Regions from separate parts of the Xenopus laevis genome. Here region 1 is linked to region 2. Evidence: chromatin contacts called from public Hi-C data. All regions are on one chromosome and are shown on one strand. The core of a region is the stretch at or near the end of the contact, and the rest is flanking DNA. Distances in the headings are between cores, read along the strand shown.

Region 1 (6,288 bases), core at 2,260-4,759, 68 kb after region 2:
CCAACAGTGTGCTGGTCTATTTCAAAAAGCGTATATTATTTACATTTGACCAAGCACCCACAAGCAAGCATAGAAAGTTCTTGCACTTTTTGGACTGATATATATATAACGGCCCCTGTGGGCCATAGATACACAAGACAAGCATATTACCTAATGGGCAAGTACCCTAAGTAAAAGTGGCACTCAATGAATAGGTTTGGTTGGCCCCTTGTCACTGATACTTTTAGAAAATTCACTTTCTGTTCTGCAGCTGCGTGTGCTGATGCCTTTTTCTGAATACAGAGAAGTGGAAGAGGACCTGCAGATTTTACTTGAAACCTTAAGGTGAACAGTACACCTCTTTTTTTTTTCTGGGGCAGGAATAAACCTTTTTCTCTCTCAGGATAATGGTACATTTTTTGGGCAGGTGACAAAAATACATTTGTATAGAAAATAACTGGAATCTTCATATGGTGGAATGACACCCTCCCAAAGTGATGATGTCATTCTACTTGCAAGCATACAGTGATTCTGATTATTTTCACAATGAATTTTTGGGAATTTCAAATGTCACACACCTGAAAGGCAAATTCATGTAGGCCATTACCTTCAGGTCTGAAATACAGAACAAACTAACTGCAGTCTCCCTCCAATAATAAGCAGCTAAATATCCTAATAAACACTCACCAACAGAAGGTGTGATTCCTCCTTCCAGGAAACTGGCACACAATTCAATACGACCTGCACCTCATTTAACAGACAAGATTATATTTATGTAGAGATTTCAGTACTTAAAATATTTAAAGGAGACCCATAATTCATAGTATAATTTCTTATATTACATACTCCTCTTCTTAGCTCCGATTGGACCCTTTCAGATAAATAGTGGAGTACAAATTAATACAAATGAATACTCATTCAAAAATCACACATGTAATTGTAAATATTGTAAACATTCCACTCATTCACTTCTTCTATGTGGTAGGGAATCTCAACCCCTCACTTCAAAAGAATACGTCACTTGGATGAGTGGTGAAAAATTACTCAGCAAGTCAAGTTGCTTAAATAATCTTTGTCCAGTGTTATAATCTGAACTCTTCCTGTTTTTTATTGCATGCAGAATTTTACATTTTACCCAATATTCAGACATGCGTATGTACTTTTTTTAAGATTTGTAAGTTTTTAATTTTTAAGATACTAACAGCATTTCAAAAATGCCATGTTGCTTTTACTCATACTTCATACTTGCTACCATACCCTCCAAAAGCCTACAGTTTCTTCTACAGCTGCTCTCTTCTCTAATGCAGTTCCATTGTCTCGTTGTACTGAAGAGGATATCTATATCAACTGGAGAAAAACTGGCAAAAAAAAACTTAGACACATCTACCCACTGGGACAAAAGGAACATGGCTTTTTTTTAGAATCATTACAAGTCAGTATTGTATATATATATATATATATATATATATATATATATATATATATATATAAATATATATATATATATATATATACACACTAGTATACTGCACCAAAAGTGAACTGCATTTAATGCTGTAGAACAAAAATATTATTTCCCTATTTGTTATAGTTTATACAGGAGCAGTTCCACCTCCTTGTTGTAGCTCCCACCCTTTAAAGCTATAGTCAGGTGATCCCACTGGTGTCTAATAAACTAGATTGTTATTAATAGGGAAAAAAGATAAATATATAGGAAGCCCGGTATATTTTACTAGACAAGGTGGCAACCCTAGTTGCCACAGAAAAGGTGGCAACACTAATCTCAATCCAGACCAGTTTCTACCCTAAGCACAGAGCATGGTTCCAATATGTATGACTTTAGCTGGTAGTCGGACAATGCTATTTGTTTCATATTTACCGCCTACAGGCGTCTGTAGGTTATAAATCAGCTGTCTATAATAATAATAATAATAATACCCTGACACATAAAACTTTCCAAGGAATAGCAGTTTATTGTTTATCCCTTAGTGAGGCCCCATGTCTGTCTGTAGTGTTTAGTATTACATGGACATTCTACATTCTACTCTAACTCTACTTCTACTACTTTCCCACTCTCTGTTGGAGTTCCTCAAGGCTCTGTTCTTGGCCCCCTGCTGTTCTCGCTCTATACAACTTCACTAGGAAAACTCATTCAGTCATTTGGACTTCAGTATCACCTTTATGCTGATGACACCCAACTCTACTTATCTACTCCTGATCTTTCTAATTCTGTCCTTTCCCAAGTCACAGACTGTCTCTCTGCTGTCTCCTCCTGGATGTCACAGCGCCACCTGAAACTGAACCTTTCTAAAACAGAACTCATTATATCTCCTCCAAGATCTTCCCCTGTCCCTCAGATAGCACTCACCGTAAACAACACCACCTTTCTTTCCACCACACAGGCACGCTGCCTAGGAGTCATCTTAGACTCTCATCTGTCTTTTTCACCACACATTCAAACACTTGCAAAATCTTGCCGTATTCAACTGCGCAACATTGCTGGAATACGACCATATTGCAGTTCAGAATCAAATAAAACACTGATTCAGTCTCTCATCATCTCCAGCCTTGATTACTGCAACTTACTCCTCACAGGTATCCCAACAAGTCACCTTTCACAACTCCAATCTGTTCTAAACACGGCCGCTAGACTCATTCATCTATCTCACCGCTCAACATCAGCTGCTCCCATATGTATGTCCCTTCACTGGCTCCCAATCTCTTCTAGAATCAAATTCAAATTACTTACACTTACATTCAAGGCCCTTAATAATGAAACCCCTCCCTATATTTCATCTCTAATCTCCAAATACACTCCTTCAGGAAACCTTCGCTCTGCTTCTGATCTTCGCCTCACTTCTCCTCTGGTCACTTCTGCCCATTCTCGTCTACAAGACTTCTCTCGGGCTTCTGTTTTTCTCTGGAACTCTCTGCCACAAGCTGTCAGACTTTCTCCTTCTTTCCAAATTTTTTAAGCGCTCCTTAAAGACCCATCTGTTTAAAGAGGCCTATTCAATGTACCTTAATTAATCATTGCTGCATCAAAAATGACAAAATGTTTATATAAACCTAATGTCTCAATTGTACCCTAACCTTTAGTTTGTAAACTCTAATCTCTAGGTCCTTCTAACCCTATTGTACTCTGTAATCCTTGTTTGTTATACACCATTTATTCCCTGTTTGCTATAACTGCAGTAAAGCACTGTGTATCTTGACAGCGCTATATAAATGATGATGACTAGGTGCTGTAAACACCACATAATAACAGGAGGCATGGGAGTTTCAAAGTGGACAGTAATTAAATGCAAAGCAGCACGAGTAGAACGTGACATGTCTGATATACAAACTGGGCTCAACCACACAACACACTCGCAGCAGCAAACTGCATGTTTACTATACCTCCCAAGCTCACCACCATCCCTCCCTACTCCCACCCTCACACTGTCACGCCCTTCCGCCTGCTGTCTTTTTATTGGATAGTGTGTTTAGGGTCCTACGTTTCTGCAGGGCGTGCATTAATACCAAGGCTACTTCTCATTTGACGATCGAGACTTCCGTGTTCCCTTGGATTGGATATACGCCTCCCCAATGAAATTCCTATTGGACGACATATTCATTCTGATGGCTTGATTTGTTAAATCTAATTGGAGTCTAAATTCTGCATTTGACTTTTCGCTAGATGTAATCTCCGCTACAACGCATTCATTCCGAGTCGTGTTCTCGCTGCTGCGTTATGCTACATTTCCCTGGGCACGGGGCTTTTATCCTCCTTCTTACTATGACTTAAACGAGATACACACGTTTCAGACAAGGTTACGTTTGCGACGTCTTACGTAAGGGTACGTCACGAATATGGCGGCGCCCATGAGTGACATTTCTCCACTGTGTTAGTAGCTGCAGAGGGAGGACTAAAAACTCGCTTCTTGTAATGCGCATGCTCCGCGTTTTATAACCAGAGACTGCTCTTGTACTGGATCTGCATTCTTACAGCACCAGGCAGGGATCCATGTTTTTTTCTTTTCAGCACTTGGAGTTCAGTAGCCTGTAAGTATTATCAAACTGGCAGCATCAATTCAGCCTAGCCCAGCTGTACCCTGGGAAACAGTAAGCTCACTTTAAAGGGGATCTGCACCCAAGGACAGTTCTTTTACTCAGCTTACCTCTAAGCAACTTAATGAGAGGCATCAGTTTAGAAATGAAATGATTTCACAATTATGTGCGAGTGAAGCTGTTACCCATGTCTGTATTTTTGTAGTGATACTGCACTACTGGTTCTGACTCCTGAAACAACGAGGGCAGCTGGCAGACCTGCTGGATGCTTTTTGCTGGGTAGCTTCAAGAGTCAAACATTTTGTGCAGTTAACAAAAAACTGTTTTCCGTGGATTTAGATTTAGAAAAAGGGCTAAACTCAACGGGAGAGTTGGATGAAAAAAACATCCTACAGGTCTGACGTAAATGCAACAGTTGGGACTGATATAAAAAGCGGATGTGTTAGGGATAATCTCCACAAACGCTTTTGTCGGATGGTATTGGATCGACAAAATGCATCTGACAGATGTGGTCACGTGGGTCAAAATATAACGGGACTGATAGAAAAATCTGATGTGTAAACTACATGAAAAATTTTTCATCCAACTCACCTGTCGGGTGGGAGCACAGCATGCTGTGTCTTCATCAGACAAGATAATGACTGAAGGTGTCAAAGACTTTTTTTTTATTATTATTGAAATACATTGACTGTAGGATGTAAACACAGGACTTTATCTGATACCAGCTTTACTTTCTAATTATGGGAGAACAGCATCCTATAAAATGTTATGCTGTTTTATATCATCAGCTAAAATTTGACCCACAAAATTTGATCAAAATTGTCCATGGAGTTTTATCATAAACTACATGAAATATTTACCATCTGACACGACTAGTGCATTGGATGGAATGCAGCATGCGTCTTCATCTGATTAAAACTGAAATATATTAACTTATCAATTGTAAATGCTTGAACAAAAGACTTCATCTGACTTTGGGTAGGACTACACGGATGATTTTGGAGCGATCTGAAATAAGTTAAGTGAATGCATTGTCGAATGAAGCAGCGTTGATCCGCCGTGGCGCCACGGATGCGACTTCATCCGACAATGCATTGATTTACCGCATTTTCTGCTTGATAATTTGCGACGACCCCTAAGCTTAGCTTCTCAACAGCTGCAAAGAGCCCAGTGAGCATGTGAGTTTCGCAGACACTTTCTAAGATGGTGACCCCCGTGACAAGTTTGAAGCCCTGGATCATTGCTGCTATTGACAAGCTGAAACTTTAGGGTAAGGGCAAACGGGCAGAATAGTCCCCCCGTCGACAAATCTCCTCTTCTTCAGGACAACAGTCTCCCCGAACTGCCTTCCTGCCGGCCTGAATGAAAAATCGCCATAGAGATGGCACTCGCGGCATTTCGTTTTCCTCACGAGTTGCCGGGTCGATTAATCTCCCTGAATCTGCCCGTGTACCCTTACCCTTAGGCTGGTGCAATAAGTTCATTATATAAAACATGGAATTTTAGCCATATTCATTTTTAGGGTTTAGTTCTCCTTTAAAGCCTAACCTGATTTTAATGCTAGATATTCACTGTATTGTTTTATTGTATGATAAGGTAATCTTTTGTTCCTAGTCCAATCTATTATTTAAACTTCATACCAATCATATTGGTGTCTGATTTTGCAAAACCAGATATTGTAGATTGTTTAGAGTAATAGGGCTCCTTTACAGCAGCTTTCCTTGAGAGTACTGTGGTGATCAAAATGCCCATATGGCACACAATAATTTGGGGACAGGAAACCTGCTTTTTTTTTCACCACTTCTTATTTGAGGCAACTGTTCTCTGTACTGTGCTTCCTAAAAACTGCTATGTCATGGTGCATAAACAGTTTTCCTTACCTGCTGAGCATAAGACTCTACAAACATCTTTATTCTGATTGTGCTGGATATTTGCTGGCTGAGTGTCCCATATCTGAGCATTGCTTCTTTTTTAAAGGGGATGTAAAGGCAACAAAATAAAATCCCATTTTTACCATCAGAAATGCTGGAAGCAACAATTTGTCTGTTACCTAAACCGAATAAGGATCACACTGACCCACAAAATTTTAGACCAATTTCCATCATTAATGTTGATATGAGATTATTGGCTAAAATTATGGCTAATAGATTAAACAAATATATGCCAATGCTAGTCCACCCGGATCAATCCGGCTTTATCCCGCATAGACAAACTTCGGACAATATAAGGAGACTCATTAGTACCATAGATTATGTTAAT
Region 2 (6,016 bases), core at 1,584-4,083:
GGAGGTATATTTTTCAGATACACAGAGCCTCTGTGATCAATATACTCTCTTATGTGTTTTTGTGCATACAATTTACCTTTTTGCAAATTATGAAAAAGCTCTCTATAGAGCAATGGCATCTCAATAGATAGCTGTAAATCCTATGGCTATTATTTGCAGATTAAGCCTGCTTTCTCACTAACTGCTAGGAAGAGCAGTGTACCCCACCCCCCTTTGTAAAGGGCCATGTGCTTTCAAATTGGAAGTCACAATTTATATACGGTAACATATGCAAACTATGATATTGATAGCTCTATAGCATTTATTCAAAAAATGATATAAAAAAGTAACGTATTTGTATGTTGTGCCCCCCACACTACAAGAAGAAGAACTTTTTTTGTTGTAACGTGATACTGTTGATTGGCTAACCGATCTTTATACTAGGTATGCAAAGAATCCACTATTTGGGGATTCATTCATGAGAGATTCAACCGAATACCAAATCCTTCAAGAAAGATTTGGCTGAATACCAAAGTCAGAATCCTAATTTGGATATTTAAATTAGGTATGAGTGGGTTAAAGAGAACACACTTTTTTTATGATGAAAACGCACATGATTTTAAGGATCAGATTTAGTTCAGCCAGGCACTTGGATTCCAACGAATCCTGTTGAATCCCAAACCAAATCCTGGCTAGGTGCATCCTTACTTTATATATGGACTAGACAGATGATATTGACTCATCCTTCCTGAGTCCTATTTGAAGGCATGGGCTCCGTTGCTCAAGTGTCCCACGCCAGGCCAAAAGGAGCGGGTGGTTCCACTTTCGCCGATCTAGGGTGAGCCCCACCATCCCCGCCCCCCGAAGGGGTTTAGGGCCGTTTGGACTCCCCTTCGCCTTGTGGCTAGGGGGAGTCCCGTCTACCCTGGGTTCTGCCAAAGCTTCCCCCATAGCCCAAAGGACTATGACACCCATCCAGTGGTGCACAAACCAAACACAAAAAAGGTGCTGGAGTGTGCGGGTACAATGCCATTGATTGCCTTGGTAAGGCGCCAAATGGTGGCCGGAAAAAGAAAAAACTTCCATAGCCCCTGACTAAAAATAAATCAGGCACCTCAATAATGGGAGCACAGCAACCCCACTTTCATCAAGCTTCCGCTTGCTTTGGATTCGGCTGAACCCCCTAATCCTTCGCGAAAGATTCGGCCGAATACCGAACCGAATCCGAATATGCATATGCAAATTAGGCTTGGGAAGGGTAAAACATTTTTTACTTCCTTGTTTTGTGACAAAAAGATTTCCCTACCTGTCCCTAATTTGCATATGCAAATTAGGATTCGGATTAGGTTCGGCCAGGCTGAAGGATTCTGGACTGAACTGAATCCTGGATTCGGTGCATCCCTAGAACATAGTGGTGTTATCTGTTAACCACTATTTAACCTGTGCCATATAGCCTTTTTTCAATTTCTGCCATTGCTATGCAAGCAGCTTGTTTATATGAACTACAGTAGTGTTTCTGAAGCAAACACATCAGTTTTACCAGTGCAGGGCAACAGTACATGATATTTTCATTACTTTGAAACATTTTAATTTTTTGAGGCTACTGTTCCTTTAATGCTGTTTCACCCGTCCCACAAGTCTATAAGTCAGGGATGTCCAACATTCCTGCAACCCTAGACAATTGGCTCTGTTCCTTACACCGCAGAGGGTAACTGTTTACAATTTGCAGTGACTTGGCTCAGTAATGAATTGCAGAAATGTTCCCCGTGTTACTTGATCATGTACTGAATTTAAATTTCCATTAGCTTTTATGTAATGCCACATGAGGTTACTAATCAGGCAATAAACATTCCCAAATGTCCCATCCACCTACCAATTTTTTTGCTATTGCCTGTACCTGGATAATGCATATTCGAGCATCAATTGCCTAACCCGCGGTGCACCATCAAGTGCAGGTGATTGCTATAGAAATTTTTAGGGGTGCAATTTCAGAGCATGTTTGCCCCCCAAGCTGGAAATTGCTGAAGTAACAATAGGCTCTCAACTGCTCCATGTTTCATTGCCCTAAACCTTTTAGTAAATTGTTTCAGATTATGTAAAGTTTAAAGTAGTGACTGTGAGCTAATGCATTGTCTGGCTCTTACAGGGGTTGTTCACCTTCAAACACTTTTTTCACTTCCATTGGTTTCAGAACAGTTCAGATCAGTTCATCATATATAAAGACTTTTTCCAATGACTTTCTATTTTCTATGCGTGACTGTTTTTCTAATATTGAAGTGTAAAGTTTCATTTTCACCTTCTAATGCAGCTCTGGTAGGTGGGGGTCACCGACCCTGTAAACTGTTCTAAATTGATATATTTAGTTGATACATTTGTTATCTTTGAACAGAATCCCTGCGTTTTATTAAAGGCAGCTGTTAGAACTGATACAATAGTTGCTAATACTCCAGAGATGCTGCTGAGAAATGTATCAACTAAATGTTGCAAAATTGTAACAGTTCAGAATCTGCACCTGAATTACTGAGCTGCCAGACTCAAACACCAGAGACACGAACATTCAACTTTAAACTTAGATTTTGGAAAAATGGTAAAAAAAAAAAAAAATGGAAACTAATTGAAAATGTCTTTATATCTGCTGAATAATCTGAAAACACTTTAACTGAAAAAAGTGTTTTGAAAGTGAACCATCCCTTTAAAATAAAGAAAAGTTTGTGATTACTGCTGAGACATGTAAATGGTATGGCACCATAGTGCTGCTTAATGCTGGTCATGTACCAAAAAGGCCACTAAGCTGAACAGTCAGTGCAATAATAGGATCTGCTACGTGTTCCAGCTGAGAATTGATGGCTGGTGTGCATGCTGCGTCAGGCTTGTAAACATTCCTAGTGCAGAAGGCTTGCATGAGTCTCACAGTGTTACTCACACACAAGCCTGGCACTGCTCATCAGCTTCTGTCTGATGCTGCCAACTTGCGGGAAACTACCAGGGCTCTTCTGACCTCAGCACATTTTGTTTTAATTCTTTAGGTAGGCAGAGAAAATGTACAGTAATGTTTTAAAGTTGGTACTTATTCATCAGGATGGCCTACTAGATTTAATTGTTCCTAGTTTATATTTGATCCATAAAATACCAGAATTAGTTATCTATATATCACTATTCTGGGGCCATACTACTTGCTAACTGATGTGTTGACTTTACATTACATAGCCATTACAATTTAAAACTATTGTAAATGTGGCCATACATGCTATCTGAGCAATTGGATTTCAGCGGAATGGATGGATTTTGTATGATGGACTCCCCCCCCTCCTGAAATAGGGATGGTGGGCCCTTGATATAAGGTTCTCTGGTGGGCACTTGATATAATGTTCTCTGGTGGGCACTTTATATAATGTTCTCTGGTGGGCACTTGATATAAGGTTCTCTGGTGGGCACTTGATATAATGTTCTCTGGTGGGCCATTGGTGTCCCAATCTGACACTGGATAGGCCAAACACGTGCATGGCCACCTGCATTGTTCTGTCAATTCATGCCAACTGCCCAAATGAGAAACAGCACTTCGAGCAGATCTTCTCCACCTCATTTTGGTTGACTGATCAAAATGTTCTGTCAGGACTGATAATCCTCCACCCTATAAGTTCCAAATGCCTTTATCACCCCTGTCCAACTGCCTTTGTCTTAATATGATATATTGTAGGCTCCGCAGAACATTTGTGTTAAGTGTTAAATTTCCACTCATAATCCAATTTTGATTGTCCTCAAGAATTGCAGGATTATTGGCTTTAACAGCCCATGACAGGCCATACATACCTTGATGCAGCCAGTGTGCTTAAAATTGACCTTATTATCTGACCAAATCTGGGCCAGTTTAAGGTAGCTTCTCCATGGTAAACTAGTCTAAAGCTGGTTATATATGCCAAGACTTTGTTGGCAAGTTTGGTTTGTTTAGACCTTAAGGTTGCCATAGACGTAACAACTACGATCTTTCTTGGAAAAGACCTTTCCAAAACAGATAATTCATTTCAATACACGGGTAGAGCTGAATTGTCTTATATAAAGGTAGAAACAATAGAATTCTACCTGTATCTGACAATTCAGCACTAAACATGGCCGATGTTTAGGTGCCAGATCAAAATTTTCTGCCTGGGCCAATCGAGGAGCCGACCAATATCCAAGTCTTCTGCCGATATTGGTCGGCTCGTCTCCCACCATTGTATTTCGTACAATAATATCTGTGCATCTAAGGCCACCTTTACTGTCCAGCAAACCATGTAGTTATCATTCAGTGCAGATAAAAGATTTTATCCGCTGGTATAATCAGTCTCTGACTGGGCTACCCAGAGCCTACCAGAACCTGAGTCAAGGGCCCACCACCCTGGCTACCTTATACCCACCACCAGTCCCTGCGTGCTGCCAGCCAAGGTGTCTGCCAATAAAGGTAACTTTAGCTAATCAAAACACATTTTTACCAACAACTGCTTATCACTTTAACCCTATTAGTAAATTCAGGAGCGATCCCAGGAGCACAAACAAGAGCCCAGAAATATAGATTCTACAACCAAGATTTTTTTTATATTCAATTTTGAAATCTGACATGGGGCTAGACATTTTGTCAATTTCCCAGCTGTCCCAAGTCATGTGACTTGTGCTCTGATAAACTTCAATCACTCTTTACTGCTGTACTGCAAGTTGGAGTGATATCACCCCCCTCCCTTCCCCCCCCCCAGCAGCCAAACAAAAGAACAATGGGAAGGTAACCAGATAACAGCTCCCTAACACAAGATAACAGCTGCCTGGTAGATCTAAGAACAACACTCAATAGTAAAAACCCATGTCTCGCTGAGACACATTCAGTTACATTGAGAAGGAAAAACAGCAGCCTGCCAGAAAGCATTTCTCTCCTAAAGTGCAGGCACAAGTCACATGACATGGGGCAGCTGGGTACTTGACAAAATATCTAGCCCCATGTCAGATTTCAAAATTGAATATAAAAAAAATCTGTTTGCACTTTTGAGAAATGGATTTCAGTGCAGAATTCTGCTGGAGCAGCACTATTAACTGATTCATTTTGGAAATTTTCTCCCATAACACTATCCCTTTAAGCCCTGTTCCCATATACAAGTGTATTTGGTTTTGTAACTTGTTCTTACCAAAGAACGTGAAGAGAAACTCTGTGGCTTTAGGAGCTCTGCATTGTAGTAAATATTAAAGGTATTTTTTCATTGGTTCATTTCAAAGAGACAAAGGGCTGTCTCCATGACAGCGAGAAATAGTAAACGACCGCTCTTTTGTTCCACCCGAATCTCTCCTCTCGTAATTGAGGCTTCTGAGGCAGAGAGGGGCCTCCACACACAAAGAGGCAGAAACTCTACACTTTAAAGAAACAATGTACATTTAAATCAGTGCTTCCCAGCCTTTCTCACACATCCGATCAATCCTGCTGCATTGGTCCTACAAATCAAACTTTGAAAAACTTCTTACATTAAAAAAGTCTATGTAAGACCACTTCATTTACAGTTGCATGTCTAAAAAAATCATAGAATTATTTTTGAAAAAGCATTCTGTATTGGAAATATTTGTTTTGCTGAGTAGTTATGTATTATGTAATGCTGCACTGTCATTGGTGATATAAGTAAATGGGCCTTTGCTCTGGAAACCAATCATATTTGCAGAATAACAATATGAGAACCTGCTAGGTAGACACATTGTATTGCATTCCGTTGTACCCTATGAAATACAAATAGAATGGCAAGCTGAAGGCAGGGGCTCTGTTTTATGAGCAAGTAGATATTAGGGGCTGATTTGCTGTTACAAATGCCTGTTTTCATTGTTTTACTTGTAGCTGGATGGAAAAAAAACTAAGCAGTGATTGGTAGCTATGAGTTAATTCCAAGGTGCAAATTTGCCCAGTGTTGATAAATGAGCTTGATGGACTGAATGCATGGGAATTTACGCACCCTAAACACCACTTTGACATGGCTGCCCTAGCATTTAGCAGAAGTGGATGAGCAGAAACTGATCAGCACTGCAATAAGAT

Evidence for each region. Hi-C and Micro-C count contacts between places; a contact is called where the count stands out from the background.
Region 1: a Hi-C map of the XTC cell line shows a contact between it and region 2, with 3 times the contacts expected there. The contact joins the promoter of cox15.S here to the enhancer-like site in region 2. A contact is called at or near these places in 3 of 4 Hi-C or Micro-C datasets (the XL177 cell line, the XTC cell line and animal cap).

Annotation. Positions count from the first base shown.
Region 1 is chr7S:26,035,557-26,041,844 of Xenopus_laevis_v10.1, forward strand. It overlaps cox15.S (cytochrome c oxidase assembly protein COX15 homolog), which reads left to right and starts at 3,510. Exons shown (of 10, transcript XM_018227517.1): 1 at 3,510-4,023.
Region 2 is chr7S:25,967,813-25,973,828 of Xenopus_laevis_v10.1, forward strand. The region is part of intron 4 of dnmbp.S (dynamin-binding protein); the gene reads left to right. All of the region lies in intron 1 of LOC108697464 (a long non-coding RNA gene), which reads right to left. Among protein-coding and RNA genes, the nearest start is that of LOC108697464, 8.7 kb to the right of the region's middle. Within about 2 kb of position 2,834, at least 1 of the 7 cell types and tissues checked has an H3K27ac peak or open chromatin away from gene starts, as enhancers often do.